Regions from separate parts of the Mus musculus genome. Here all the other regions are linked to region 1. The links are chromatin contacts, called in public Hi-C and promoter capture Hi-C maps. All regions are on one chromosome and are shown on one strand. Each heading gives the region's core, a stretch centred on a gene start, on an enhancer-like site or on the middle of the called end of the contact. The rest is flanking DNA. Distances are from core to core; before and after follow the strand shown. Region 1 holds the start of Rpl27a (ribosomal protein L27A). Region 2 holds the start of Ccp110 (centriolar coiled coil protein 110). Region 3 holds the start of Nup98 (nucleoporin 98).

The links. Promoter capture Hi-C pulls out the DNA fragments that hold promoters and counts their contacts. A called contact is a pair of places that touch in the nucleus more often than the background predicts.
Region 2: a contact with region 1 is called in a Hi-C map of CD8 T cells, with 7 times the contacts expected there. The contact joins the promoter of Ccp110 here to the promoter of Rpl27a in region 1. A contact is called at or near these places in 3 of 484 Hi-C or Micro-C datasets (CD4 T cells, CD8 T cells and regulatory T cells).
Region 3: a promoter capture Hi-C map of liver shows a contact between it and region 1, with 10 times the contacts expected there. The contact joins the promoter of Nup98 here to the promoter of Rpl27a in region 1.

The regions. Positions count from the first base shown.
Region 1 is chr7:109,517,270-109,521,405 of GRCm38.p6, reverse strand. It overlaps Rpl27a (ribosomal protein L27A), which reads right to left and starts at 2,211. Exons shown (of 5, transcript NM_011975.3): 1 at 2,184-2,211; 2 at 1,758-1,821; 3 at 1,413-1,488; 4 at 764-938. The coding sequence starts at 2,186. Snora3 (small nucleolar RNA, H/ACA box 3) reads right to left here and starts at 1,274; the gene lies at 1,155-1,274. It overlaps LOC115485611 (a small nucleolar RNA gene), which reads right to left and starts at 126; the gene lies at 1-126.
Region 2 is chr7:118,710,623-118,714,758 of GRCm38.p6, reverse strand. It overlaps Ccp110 (centriolar coiled coil protein 110), which reads right to left and starts at 2,216. Exons shown (of 15, transcript NM_001360794.1): 1 at 2,011-2,216; 2 at 511-653.
Region 3 is chr7:102,208,031-102,212,166 of GRCm38.p6, reverse strand. It overlaps Nup98 (nucleoporin 98), which reads left to right and starts at 2,001. Exons shown (of 33, transcript NM_001287164.1): 1 at 2,001-2,149. It also overlaps a transcript of Pgap2 not described here.

The DNA.
Region 1 (4,136 bases), core at 962-3,461:
GTTTCTGATCTGGGCACTAGAAGGGACACTGAAGGCCCCTACCAATGAATCAAGACCAGCGATTCTCTCCGAGAACTGTAGCACACCAGGACAAGCACCATGTCAGGATGTGACTCTAGCCTCGGCCAAACACCCCCCCCCACTCCTGACCAGTTACACCCTACTAAATATAGTAGGTTAGGAATGATGGGCCCATGAAAGCCTCCCTGTGGTTTGGGTCTCTGCACTTAGGCTGGTGTGGTTTTTTTTTTGGGGGGGGGGGGGATGGGGGTACTTTTAACAATATAGGGCCTTAAATAATGAACACTTTAACCTGCAAAAAAAAAAAAAAAAGCCAGGATGTGCCTTAAGACCATTCTGGACCAACTATATACCTCAAAAAGCAAACCTGTTAGAAATGGAAACAAGTGGGAACCAAGCAGAGGAAGAGTTATTAGCATGTGACCAATTCAATCACCTGCAACAATTCTACTAAAATTTTCTAATAGGTAATGGCCAAATGTATATATAGGTTTGGCTTTCAAATAAGACCGTGTATTAAAGGTCCCATTAAGAGTGACAAGGCAGGCTGCTGGAGAGATGGCTCAGCTCTAAGTACTGACTGGACTTCCAGAGAGCCTGTGTTCAATTCCCAGCAACCACATGGTAGCTCACAACCATCCATACATAATGGGATCCGATGCCCTTTTCTGTTGTTTTTCTCTGAAGAGTGTTCTCATATACATAAAATCTTTTAAAACGAATGGCAAGTCAGTTCACTCACTGATCGAACAACATCAATGATGGGAGCAACTCCAGTCTTGTTTTTTGCCGCATTGACCCGTGTCTGCTCGCTGACCAATGTCCACAGTTTATCCAGGTTGACTGTTGGGCAGAAGCTCTGGTTCCTCTTCAAGTGGTAATGCCGCATACCAACTTTCCCAAAGTAACCTGGGTGACTGGGGAGGGAAGGCAACCATCTTCAGAGCCTCACTGAGAAAACTTATCTTTGTAGTTGTCTCCTAGTGAGTGTAAGTGTTCACTACTGTAAACATTGACACAGCAGGCACCAGATACAATTTTTGAACTAAAAGTCAGGTCACTCAGTAGCACCCCCACTCCTTAAAGGATTCCCTAAATAGGGTGCAACGTAACTTTGAATGGGTTAACTTGACATATGTCACTAACCTGGTGACTGACTGTGCCAGAAAGTCCACACAGCCAGTGAATAAGGTCAGCAGTTATTCTTCGAGGACTTAAGCACACTAAGGCAACAAGCAATACCTGAGCGTGACTCTAGCCTCGGACAGGTCCCCTCAGTTCAAGTGCAGCGTTTACTTGCTAAAGCTAGCCATACCAAATGGTAAGAAGCCCGTTTCCAGGGAGACACCGTCCTAACTCACCCCTTCAGCCCCCACTTCCAAAACACTCACTATTTGTCAAAGTTGATCCTGTGGTGGTGCATGCCTCCAGCATTCCCGCGGCCGCCTGGGTGCTTGCGGTGCTTACCTGTCGGCACACAAAGCAACTTGTGTGACTTATAGCTGCTCACATGCCCTTATTCCTGCTCTCAGTTTACCATCCGTTTCTAAGCCCGATTTATCAAGACTCGGGGATAGAAGGAACATTTACGGCATTTCACATCCCAGCGGCATGTGTTTAACTCTCACCCCGCTACCAACATAAAGTAGGGGAACTGCAAGTGTTTCCTTCCACCCACGGATGTCTACTTTCCAACAAAACTCCAAAGGCCAAACGCCGAGGAGGCGCACACTTACCGATGCGGCCGTGGCCGTGGCTCACGTGGCCCCGGAGTTTCCGGGTCTTCCTCAGTCTGGATGGCTGCGTGGGAAAAACAGCAAAGTGGTTAGGCCTGCTTAGAGGATGGGGAGACCGGGGAGAGGGCAGCAATGCCTGCCTGCCCGGATCAGGCCTGCACACGAGGACTTGCCTTCTGGAGCACCGGCTAAGCCGAGGCCGGGACTCAGAGCGTGCTCAGCCGCCCGGGCCCGCACGTCCACGCGATCCCAGCTCTGGTCGGAACACGCGGCCCCACGTTCCTCGCCCCACACCCGAGTGGGTCATCCCGCCCCGCAGGCTACGCCCAGCCATGGAGACCCACTAGGACCATAGCAAGCAGCTGAAAGGCTGGGAAGCAGAGCCCCGACCCTCCGCGATGGAGCGGAGGCCAAGAGAAGACCTACCATGGCGGTGGCAGAAAGGGAAAAGGGAGGAGCTCACGAAGTCTCGCGAGGTAGCAGGCGCGGGGGCGGGACCAATGCTTCATTTCCGGCCAGGAGGCCGGCTTCGGGAAGGGCTCCTGACGTCACGGCTCCCGGCGCCCGCCTCTTCCTTTCCGTGTGGATGGGCGGGGTGAACCGGTGGCGCCCGCCCCCGGAAGCCCCGGTAGCTCCTCCCTAGTCGAGCGCCGCTGCGGCCGGTCATCGTCGGAGTGCACTGTTCTTTTCTGGTGCGGTTGGTTTTTGTCTCCGGGCAGCAATGGCGGTGGCTCAGAGCATCGGCAAGACTTCCGCAGGGCCTCTGACGTCCCTTAAAGGGACACTGCCCTTCTCTTTTGCTCTGGTCCTCTCTTCATGTCCTGCCAAATTTGAACAGCCTTCTGTGCTTCAGGGATCTAGATTCTGTAACTATTTTGTATAAACATCACATTTGAATTTTCTCCAGACTCTGGCTGGTATGCTTTTACTCCCCTGGACCCGAGGTTCCCAGCCCAGCGTGCTCCTCATACAAGTATTTTCCGTGTCGACCTTCTTGGACCTGTTTTGTTACTTGTTTACTCGAACTATCACACTTGTAACTTCTAATTGCCAAGTTACATTTTTCTTCCCGATAGAGCCCAGATTCTCTAAGGGTTCAGGACTGGGCAATTTTGCTTGTTTTCCTTTTAAATCCATGAGTTCCTGGCGTGTAGCCTGCTTGCTAACAAAAGTGGTACACTTGTGCACAAGATTCTAACCCCTTAATCTGTTTTATTGTTTCTTACTTGATCCGTTAAACTAAAGAATATTCTAGTCAAAACTCTCAGAAAGCAGAGTGGGCAAATCCTGTCTGTCTGCTAGCTTCTTGCTCGGTGTTTAGTCCATTACAATCTGGGCAGTTTGACTTTAGCCACACCATTTCCTCAAGATCTTGTATTTGTTTTGAGACAGGGTCTTACTCTGAAGCCAAGGCTGGCCTTGTACCTCCTGACTGCTGGAGTTACACTCCTAATCGATTGGCTAGGCATGATGGTCTCGAACTTTCTCGTGTGGGCTGTAATAGCATATCTATGGCTGTCCTTGTTCAGCTCCTATTCAGGCAGTCCTGTTGGTGATACTATGGGTGTGGCTTCTTACACTCCTAGGACACACAATTTCACAGTAAAGCCTCTGATCTCTGGCTCTTACAGTCTTTCCCTCGCCTTAGGTGGAGGGGTTGTTTTACAGATTTATCCAGTGGGACTGGACTTCACACCTCTGCATTTTGATTGGTTATAGCTTTCTATATCAGTTTCTTTCTGCCTGTTGCAAAGAGAGCTTTCTTTGAGGGCTGAGGACTACCATTTTCTGTTATAAGGACAAATATTAGAACTACCCATGCCTTCACTGCTAGTATCCCAGTACCACTCTTGATTTCCCTAACCTTAACCTTTTGATCCTCCAGTCTTAGCTTCCCATGTTCTGAGATTTTAAGCATGTACCCTCATGACCAACTCTTTCTGAACTCTAAAGAATAGAGGAACTACCTTAGTATTCTACTACTTCCAATAGCACTCCAGGCCACAATGGTAAGACCCCCAACATCCTCAGAGCGCCTTGAACTTTACAAAATCTAGCTTCATTTTTTCATGAGACAAAAGACACAGAACTGGGTGACTTGTCCTAGGTTATAAAGTTGGTAGGGTACAGAGCCTGGACCTAGCCTTCCCCTTCCCTCTCCAGATTCCCCGTTTTTAGTCTCAGTGACCACTCCCTTTTGACCTCACAATACTCTGATCTTCATCTCTCCTTCATCTCACAGGCATTAATCATATACTGCCTAAGTCTAGCAGAAAGAGAGGTTTGAGAGTTGGGATCAAAATTTAAGAAGAGATCTGCTGCTGTCCCATATGTTCAAGGAATGAGCCAAATTACTTAGAAATTACCATTAGGGACGTG
Region 2 (4,136 bases), core at 967-3,466, 9.2 Mb before region 1:
AACAACTCACCTAACAGTATCTTAACCAAAATTCCTAGTAGATAAGAAATAAGAAAAGTCCCAATAAATCCATTTCTGCTAAATTACTTTTTAAAAATACACCCTTTGTATTTACTATTAAAGAGAGTAAAAATGATGTTATATAATTTCTGAGCTTATGCACAGAAAGAAAGAAACTCAATAGTCTGGTAAGGTTAAGGATATAAACTGCCATCATTAGTTCTCCTTTTCTTCTAACAGCATCATAGAGAGATGTCCCATTGTTGCAGAGAGCTATCCACTTCCCTTGAGTGGTCCCCCACACACTGCAAAGCTACAGTAACAGAGTAACGTACAGCGGGACAATGAATTGGACATTCAAGCTCCAGTGCTCATGTGAGACTGGAGAACGCTCCAGAAGATCCAGCGCATGACTGGACCTTCCTAACCTTCAGTTTCAGCCCATCCTAATTCCCCTACCTCAATCACTAGCACATCACCTTGATGTTTCCCAGCTTCCAGAGTACTTACCACTATCTGAAATGATCTCGTTTATTTCCTGGGGTTTTGTGTATCTTCTTCCACCAAAACGTAAACTCCATAAGAACAGGTACCTTCTCAGTCTTGCTCACTGGTTCGCCATGACACACAATGGTGTCAGCACGTGGTAGGCACTTCAGACAATTATTGAATAAATTAATTAGGGCAAATAGATCAAGCAATGTAAAGCAAGACTAGCAGAATGAAGAGAATTCTGAGAATGGCAACTTGGAGAACAACCCTATTCCCAGAGAACTAGGTACCTCTCAATTGCAAAAGTAGTCATTAAAAAGAGAGTCCGGGATTCTACAATTGTGCAAGAGGGCACTACATTTCTCACACCAGTTACCACTTGCAAGCAAGGTTTATTTTAAGGGAGTCTTGATGACAAGGTGATCCCAACCTCAAACCTACCACCCCATACTTTAGCATCAGGCATTACTGGTCCATGGTCCACTTACATTCACACCAGCCTCAGCAGGTCCAGGCATGCCTTTTCTACTCCATTTCTACCTAATTACAAGTGACCTTTGTCCAGGAAGTCTCTTGGCAAACCCTATAGCCTCATGGCTCCTATCTACTTATTCATAACCTGTACTCAGAAATGTCACTGAAAGGAAAGGCGAAGGTAACACAGCTTCCAAGGCTGGCTGCTTACCACTAAGTTTTTCCACAAACACATAAACTTCCTACAGAGTCTGTAAAGGGAGAAAGATATGCTGTTTAAGGACATACTAGCTGTTCGTACATTCATGGTAGGCTAATATCCCTGGACCCCACCATCTATAAAGTGGGGCTCTGTCTCAAGGCGATTTTATGAGAAAACAATGAGCTAAGGCACAGACAGCAATCGCAGGACTGTATGTAGGACAAATAGAAGCATCAGTAAGTGGAAGCTGCTTCCAAACGGAGGATATAATGGTGTTTTTATCACCTCCGTGTGAACTCTTGGAGAAGAGACAATTTTTGGTTCTTCCTGAGACTCAAATGTGACTTGAAAACATGAGAAAGGGCTTTCTCATCCAAATCCATCTCTTAAGGTAGGAACCACTTAACAGCATCATGGGTGTCTGAGAGAACCAGCTACATTATCCTGCAGATGCCCCAGAGTGGCAAAGCTGGTGTAAACAGCGCTCCTATGGGCCTTTGGTTGCGGTAACCAGTATTTAGAAATGGCCAGTGCACACCCCGGGGGACGCCTCCATCTCCTCCTACACTACCTCCGACACCAAACTGAAGTCACCATGAAGTGCCTACTCTTCAGCGCAGGATGCTTCACTGGGCGGAGCCAGCATCCAAGCATCCCCTCCAAGTCCCCCTGACCCCGGTCCTCAACTCCCGCCTCCCCATTCCCGATGCCTTCAAGGGCTCGTGACCGAGGGAAGCCAAACCGGGTCCGGAACGCCGGCCTTCTGTCCCTCGGGACACCAATGCCGGGTCTCACCTCAGCCTAGACCCGTAGGAAAACGAACCCAGTCCTCTTGCACACACCTGACACCTACTGCCCGGTCAGCTTCTCTGCCCGTGGACCAGCCTCCTCTGTAAGCAAAGGCCTCAGTCGGTTTAGACAGAGCGCATCTAGGTCCTCCGCCTTCTCCTCCTCCTCCTCCCCGCCATATTACGGGTCCCTCAGGCGGCAACGCGGGATCCTGGCAACCGCTGCCGCCGCCACCAGCTCAACTCCACCCCTCAGGGCCGGTACTTCCGGTGGCTGTTTGGCGGGCAGTTGAAGCGGTTGGGCCTCCATAGACTACAATTCCCAAAGTGCACTGCGGTCATCAGCAAGCGCTTACATGAGCTTTACGCAATCGAGATGCACGCTGGGAAGAGTAGTCTTCACTGCAAACTAAGGGCTTTGACTATAAATTACCATAGAAAGTCTCCTCAGGGCCTTAAACCCCAAAAGTGTTCCTGGGAAGTTGTCGGGTATTTTTGTTTGTCTGTCTGTCCGTCCGTCCGTCCGTCTGTCTGTCTGTATAGAGATAGTCTCCTGTTTGGTCGATGGAAAATGTACAACATTCACCCATGTTTTCCCTATAAATGAAAAATGTGGCTGAATCGCAGACACCAACTCAAGGCTTTAATATATTTGCACTTCTTTGCAGATCAGTTGCGGGGAATATACAGAGGAAAAGATAACTTCAAGTTGGCAAAAAAAAAAAATCCACCAATATTTTTTATCAGTTCTTACCTAAATTACTCACTAAGAGCTTTTTTGATTTAATGACACCATTTCCATTCTATAACTGGGCTTTGCCGTCCTCCTGGTGCTTATTTTTGTTTATGTATAGTGGGAATTTTAAAGAGCCTACCAAGAGTGGTTGTGAGGCATAACAGAGAAAACTCTTATACTGCACCTGGTACAAAAATCTCTAATAGGAGGAAAGGGTCATCTAGAGAGATGCTCAGTCACTAAAGCATTTGCCACTCAAGCATGAGGACCTGAGTTCAGAGCCTGAACACTCCCCTAAAAAGGCTCTGAGTCCTGGCTAAAAATTATAATTGCCAGTCCTGGGGATATAGAAATAGGAACTCCCTGGCGATCTCAGGCCGGCCATTCTAGCCAGTTTCAATGAGATCCTCAAAAATTAGGGTGGAAATTGACTGAAAAAGATACCCAACAGAGATGGATATCTCTGGTCTCCCTATACATATGTACATGTGTGTATATATATATATATATATATATATATATATATATATATATATATACACTCATGCCAAAAAATAAAAATAAAAAGGTAGGCTAAGAGCTGGAGGCAGAGGAATCATGGGATGATGGGTATCAAGAGGTGAGATCTGTCCCACTAGCACTATCCCAGTGAAACACTGGGACGCAGAGAATGGGCTCTCAGGCAAAGGCTTTAACAGAGGCAGTGCCTCAAGAAGGGTGGCATGAGGGGACCATGGTGTGAGGGACAAAGCTGACAGAGACAAGAGTGCCCCATAGCAGTGAGTGAGCCCTGAAATGGAGTCCAAGGTCCAGACATGTTCTGTTAATCTTGAGGACAATGTAATGTGGGGCTTTGGGGTGGGGGTTCCACTTATAACTTAATAATAAAGACTTGGAGACCTGTGTATAGTATAAGGATGTTGGCTTGTTTGCTGGGGCAGTCTCTCGGTTAGCACATCTAACTCAAGCCAAGTTCTCTGCTATTATAGTTCTCTGCTCTACTTCCATGTCTTTTGCCTCTGTCAGTCCTTCTACCCCAGCTCTTTATTATGCAAAAAGCCACACTAGAAACTAACGCAGTTGACATTGAAAAGGTCAAGGCTATGTGACCTTTGCCAAGGCATCTTGCCTTTTCTTTTTGAGCAGGTGGGGAAGGAACAAACATTTGCTTAACCTGCTCTGCAGGCACAGGGATTAAAAACTGAGAATACACCCGGCAGTGGTGGCGCATGCCTTTAATCCCAGCACTTGGGAGGCAGAGGCAGACAGATTTCTGAGTTCGAGGCCAGCCTGGTCTACAGAGTGGGTTCCAGGACAGCCAGGGCTATACAGAGAAACCCTGTCTTGGAAAACAAACAAACAAACAAACAAACAAACAAAAACTGAGAATACAGGGAGATCTTTTCATAGCCGATGTGGGAGTTAGCCCAACCACAATGAGTTC
Region 3 (4,136 bases), core at 752-3,251, 7.3 Mb after region 1:
ATCAAATGTTATATTCCTTTCATTTCATTCTCCCAACAGTCTGTAAGTCAAGCAAAATTATCCTTATTTTACAGACAAAGAAACTGATGTCCAGAATTATTGGGGATTTTCCCCATATTATCATAGTTGGGCCTGGATTTAAACTGGGGGTTCTCTGATTCTGAAGTTCGACAATTCTATTATTTTGCTGCTAAAACAATAATTCACTCACCTATGCAACAAATATGTAAATTGTAAGGTACATCAACTATGTGCCAACTCTTAAGAACACTAAAATAAATGTCCAGGGCAGGTTTAAATGTAGTTGCATTTCAAGACTGAAGAACCAAAAAATCAGAGGTTTGGATGGTGGCAAGAGAGCCACTGTAAAGATTCAAAAATAAAACCCTGAGTACTGTTGTTTATTTTGTTTTTAAGACAGTTTCATGTATTTCAGGCTGGCTTTCAGCTTCATATTCTACCTCAGCTACCTAAGAATTGAAATTACAGATCTTGGCTATTATACCCCACCTAATGACTTTCTGATTTAGAGTAAAGGCAAGGAGGAGTGATGGAAAAGCAGGGTGTTTGGACAGAGTGGTTTAGGGATGGTGGTTACAGATGGATGTTCAAACTAGCTTTTCCTGTTAGGCGATTTATACATTATTCTTTCAAGTATATACTGAACATCGACAATATATTATGTTTCTTCCATTTACTGTCTTTAAAAAAAAAAAAGAGATTTATTTATTTTATGTATACCAGGAGAGGGCACCAGATCCCATTACAGTTGGTTGTGAGCCACCATGGGGTTGCTGGGAATTGAATTCAGGACCTCTGGAAGAGCAGCCAGTGCTCTTAATCGCTGAGCCCATCTATCTCTCCAGCTCCTTTAAGATGTTTTTGTTTGAGGGAATCATTTAAAATTCTTAGCAAATCTCGTTTCAGTTCTATATTGATTTCCCAGGACGTGGTGGAGAGGTAGTATGTACCTCTTTTTTTTTTTTTTTTTTTTTTTTTTAACACAGCTCCTGTTATCTGTGAGACCTCAATAATTTAGAGAGGTCTGGTTTCTAGAACATGCCCACTCTTCTGCTCTCTGCTAGATCCTAGGAGAAAAGACACCAAAAGGATGAAAATGAAGCTTTGGCCCAGATCAGGGGAGGGAGGAGGCATAGAACGGAAAATAAATAAGATACAAAGTAACAAGGTCTTTACAAGCAGACTGCCTGAACTTCACCGGGACTTGTAAAGGTTACCAAATGTGTCCTGGAGAAGGCCGCAAGAAACCCAGAACAAGTATAGATTCTGAAAGTGCAGCTGAGGCTGAAGGGCCAAGAATCTCCTCATTGGGCTCAAGCTCTGTTAAGGCAAATCCATTGCTCAGGTCTATTCTAGAGATTCAGAGGGGGAAAGTGTACGGCGAGGGCTGGCTTGCGCTGGAAAGAACAGTGGGGAGTGGAGTGTCTGCAGACAATCTGTGGATTGATGGGTTTCCAGGAAGGGTCCTCCGGCTCTCCAAGTGCAAGCTAGGTGGCCAAGGAGCCTTCCCATCATTGCCCGCAGACAGGAGCTAGAGAAGGATAGAACAATTACCAGGTCATCCTTGGGACTTCCTTCTGATTGGCCGGAGCTTCCGTAGCGAGTCTCCGCGCTCCAAGGAAGGGGGCGGGGCCTGGACACAGCGTCACTGCGGTTTGGTGCTCACTCCTCTAGCCACGCACCAGCCCTCTTCGAGGGGCCTGTGTGACGTCATGAGCCTCTCTCAGCCAACCGTTGCGGCAGAGGGAGTGGGACTCTACATCCCTCCCCATCGTCCCTCCTTTCCCCCCCCCCCCCCCCTTTCCCGGCAATTCCTTACGCTCCTCCTCTTCCCCTCCGTTCCTAATCAGAGACCGCCTCCACGTTCGGTTTCAAAAGGATCGTCACCCAATGAATAACGGTGTGGGCCTCGAGTGGCGGACCGGCCCGCCAATGCCCGGCCGCCAAGGGCGGAGCGGCCGGAGCCGATCTCTGACGGTGGACGGCGTGTGACGCAGTCAGGCCTCTGCGCGCTGCGCCCGAAGCGGCGGTCGGTGGCAGCGGCGGCGGCGACGACGGTTTTTCTGGAGGCCGCGCGGTGAGCGGCGGGTGACGGGCGGACCTGGGCTCTCACTCCAGACGCACCGCTGTAAGTCGGGAGCGCTGCCGGGGCTGGGCGGGTAGATCTTCCTCTCTGTACCGGCATCTGCGCTGGACGCCCGGGGCCCTCTCCGCCGCCGAGTCTCGTGCCGGGCGCGCTCCTTCGGGCCTGCGTGAGGGGGCGGGGCCCGGGGCCTGCGGCCTGGCTCGGGAGGCCCTGGGAGGGGATCCAACTGTGTGGGGCGTAGGCCGGAGGGGTCTCGGGTCGCAGCCCACATTGAGTGAACCTCGCTTTCTCCGGTGCTACTCATTCATTCGCTGGGTGGAGGTGAGCAGCCCGCGGTAGGCAGACCCTTGCAGGGTGGTGCCTTGGGGGGACTTCAGTGAGGTCTCCCCGTCACTTCCTTGACCACTCTACAGGACACGTTTTGTCTAGGGTTCAACCAGAGGGTTGAGTGAGTCAGAACTGTGTTTAGCTTTTTAAGACACTGACAATTGTCTGATAAATAAAATGAAGGGTTCTTTCTGTTCCGTGTAAACCTAGGTGAGAAAGATTGAATTTCTGAGTAACTGGAGCCATAAGCGTTTAAATTGTCAATCGCCCCCACTCTGCCTCAAGTACAGAGGCTTTATTAGTGGGAGGTAGGTAGAGGAAGAGAATCCAGGTGTCTTGATTCAAGTCTAGTAGAATTTGTATACTCTTCCACCCTTCCTCTATGTTCCAGTCTCCCAATATTGGCAATTCTCTATTTGGTAGGGGTAAGGACCCAGCATTTGACATAATTTTCAAAAACACTTCTAGTTTAGCTGTTTTCATGTTCGTTTATATATAGTAAGATAACTTGATTAGTAGTACCCTGATGGGGACTTTTTTTGCTTTTTTTTTTTTTTTTTTTTTTTTTTAACTTCGGAGACAACCCTTGGTTGGCCTGGAATTCGCTATGTAGACCAGGCTTGCCACAGACTCAAAGAGACCACCTGCCTCTAACGCTGAGGTAATGAGATTAAAGGTGTTTGCCATCACATCCAGACTTAACATAGACTTTTGAGAACAAAACTTTAAAAATGATGAAATTGGCTTTAACCTTGGCAGTGCACACCTTTTATCCCAGCACTTGAGAGGCAAAGGCAGGAGGCACTCTGTGACTACAAAGCTAGCCTACTCTTCATACTGAGTTTCAGGACATCTAGGGCTGCAGAGACCCTGACTCAAAAAGCCAAGTGGGGTGGGGAATAAAACCAAGATAGATGTGGTGCAGGCCTGTAATGTCACCAGTTATGGAAATTGAGGCCAGAGAACTAGAGCATACACAGGCAAAACACTTATGCACGTGATAAAAGAAATAATTGAATTCATTTCAGTAAAATGAAAAAAATGAGGCTTAACGTGTTAGAGGTACTGGGAAATACATTGATAAAATTAAATCTGCTACTTAAGATTTGATGGAATTGTCATTTTGATCTGAATATATCAATCAGCTTGTAGTTTTGATGTTTATATAAACCATAAGACCTAAAAACAAATAATGCAAAAGCACAGAAGAGAACTGAAGTCTTAAAAGTTGTAACTTGGTGTTTTCTGTATCATTTTCTCAGTTTGAGCATCACCACCTGACTCACTCTTCCTTGTAAGTTTCCATAGCACTTAACCTGATCTTCTGCTTGTAGCAGACATTTTACATTTTAGCTATTTGACATTTTACTAGATTATGTTTTGTTTTGTCTTGTTTTGTTTTGTTTTTAATCTTGCTGGCTGTGATGGGAATGCCTTTAATCCCAGTACTCCAGAAATACAGGCAGATGGATCTCTGGGAGTTTGAGGTCAGCTTGGTCCGTATAGCAAGTTTCAGGCCAGTCAGAACTGCATAATGAGACCCTTTCTCAAAACACACACACACCAAAACATAGATACATATATTTCTTAATATTTAGGTAATGTGGCTCATAGATGTTCCTTAGTTGTATTTGTGAATGAGCAAATACAGAAAAGTTAAACTGAGAAATACTCTGGAAAAGAGACTAGATGTTTGTGTACT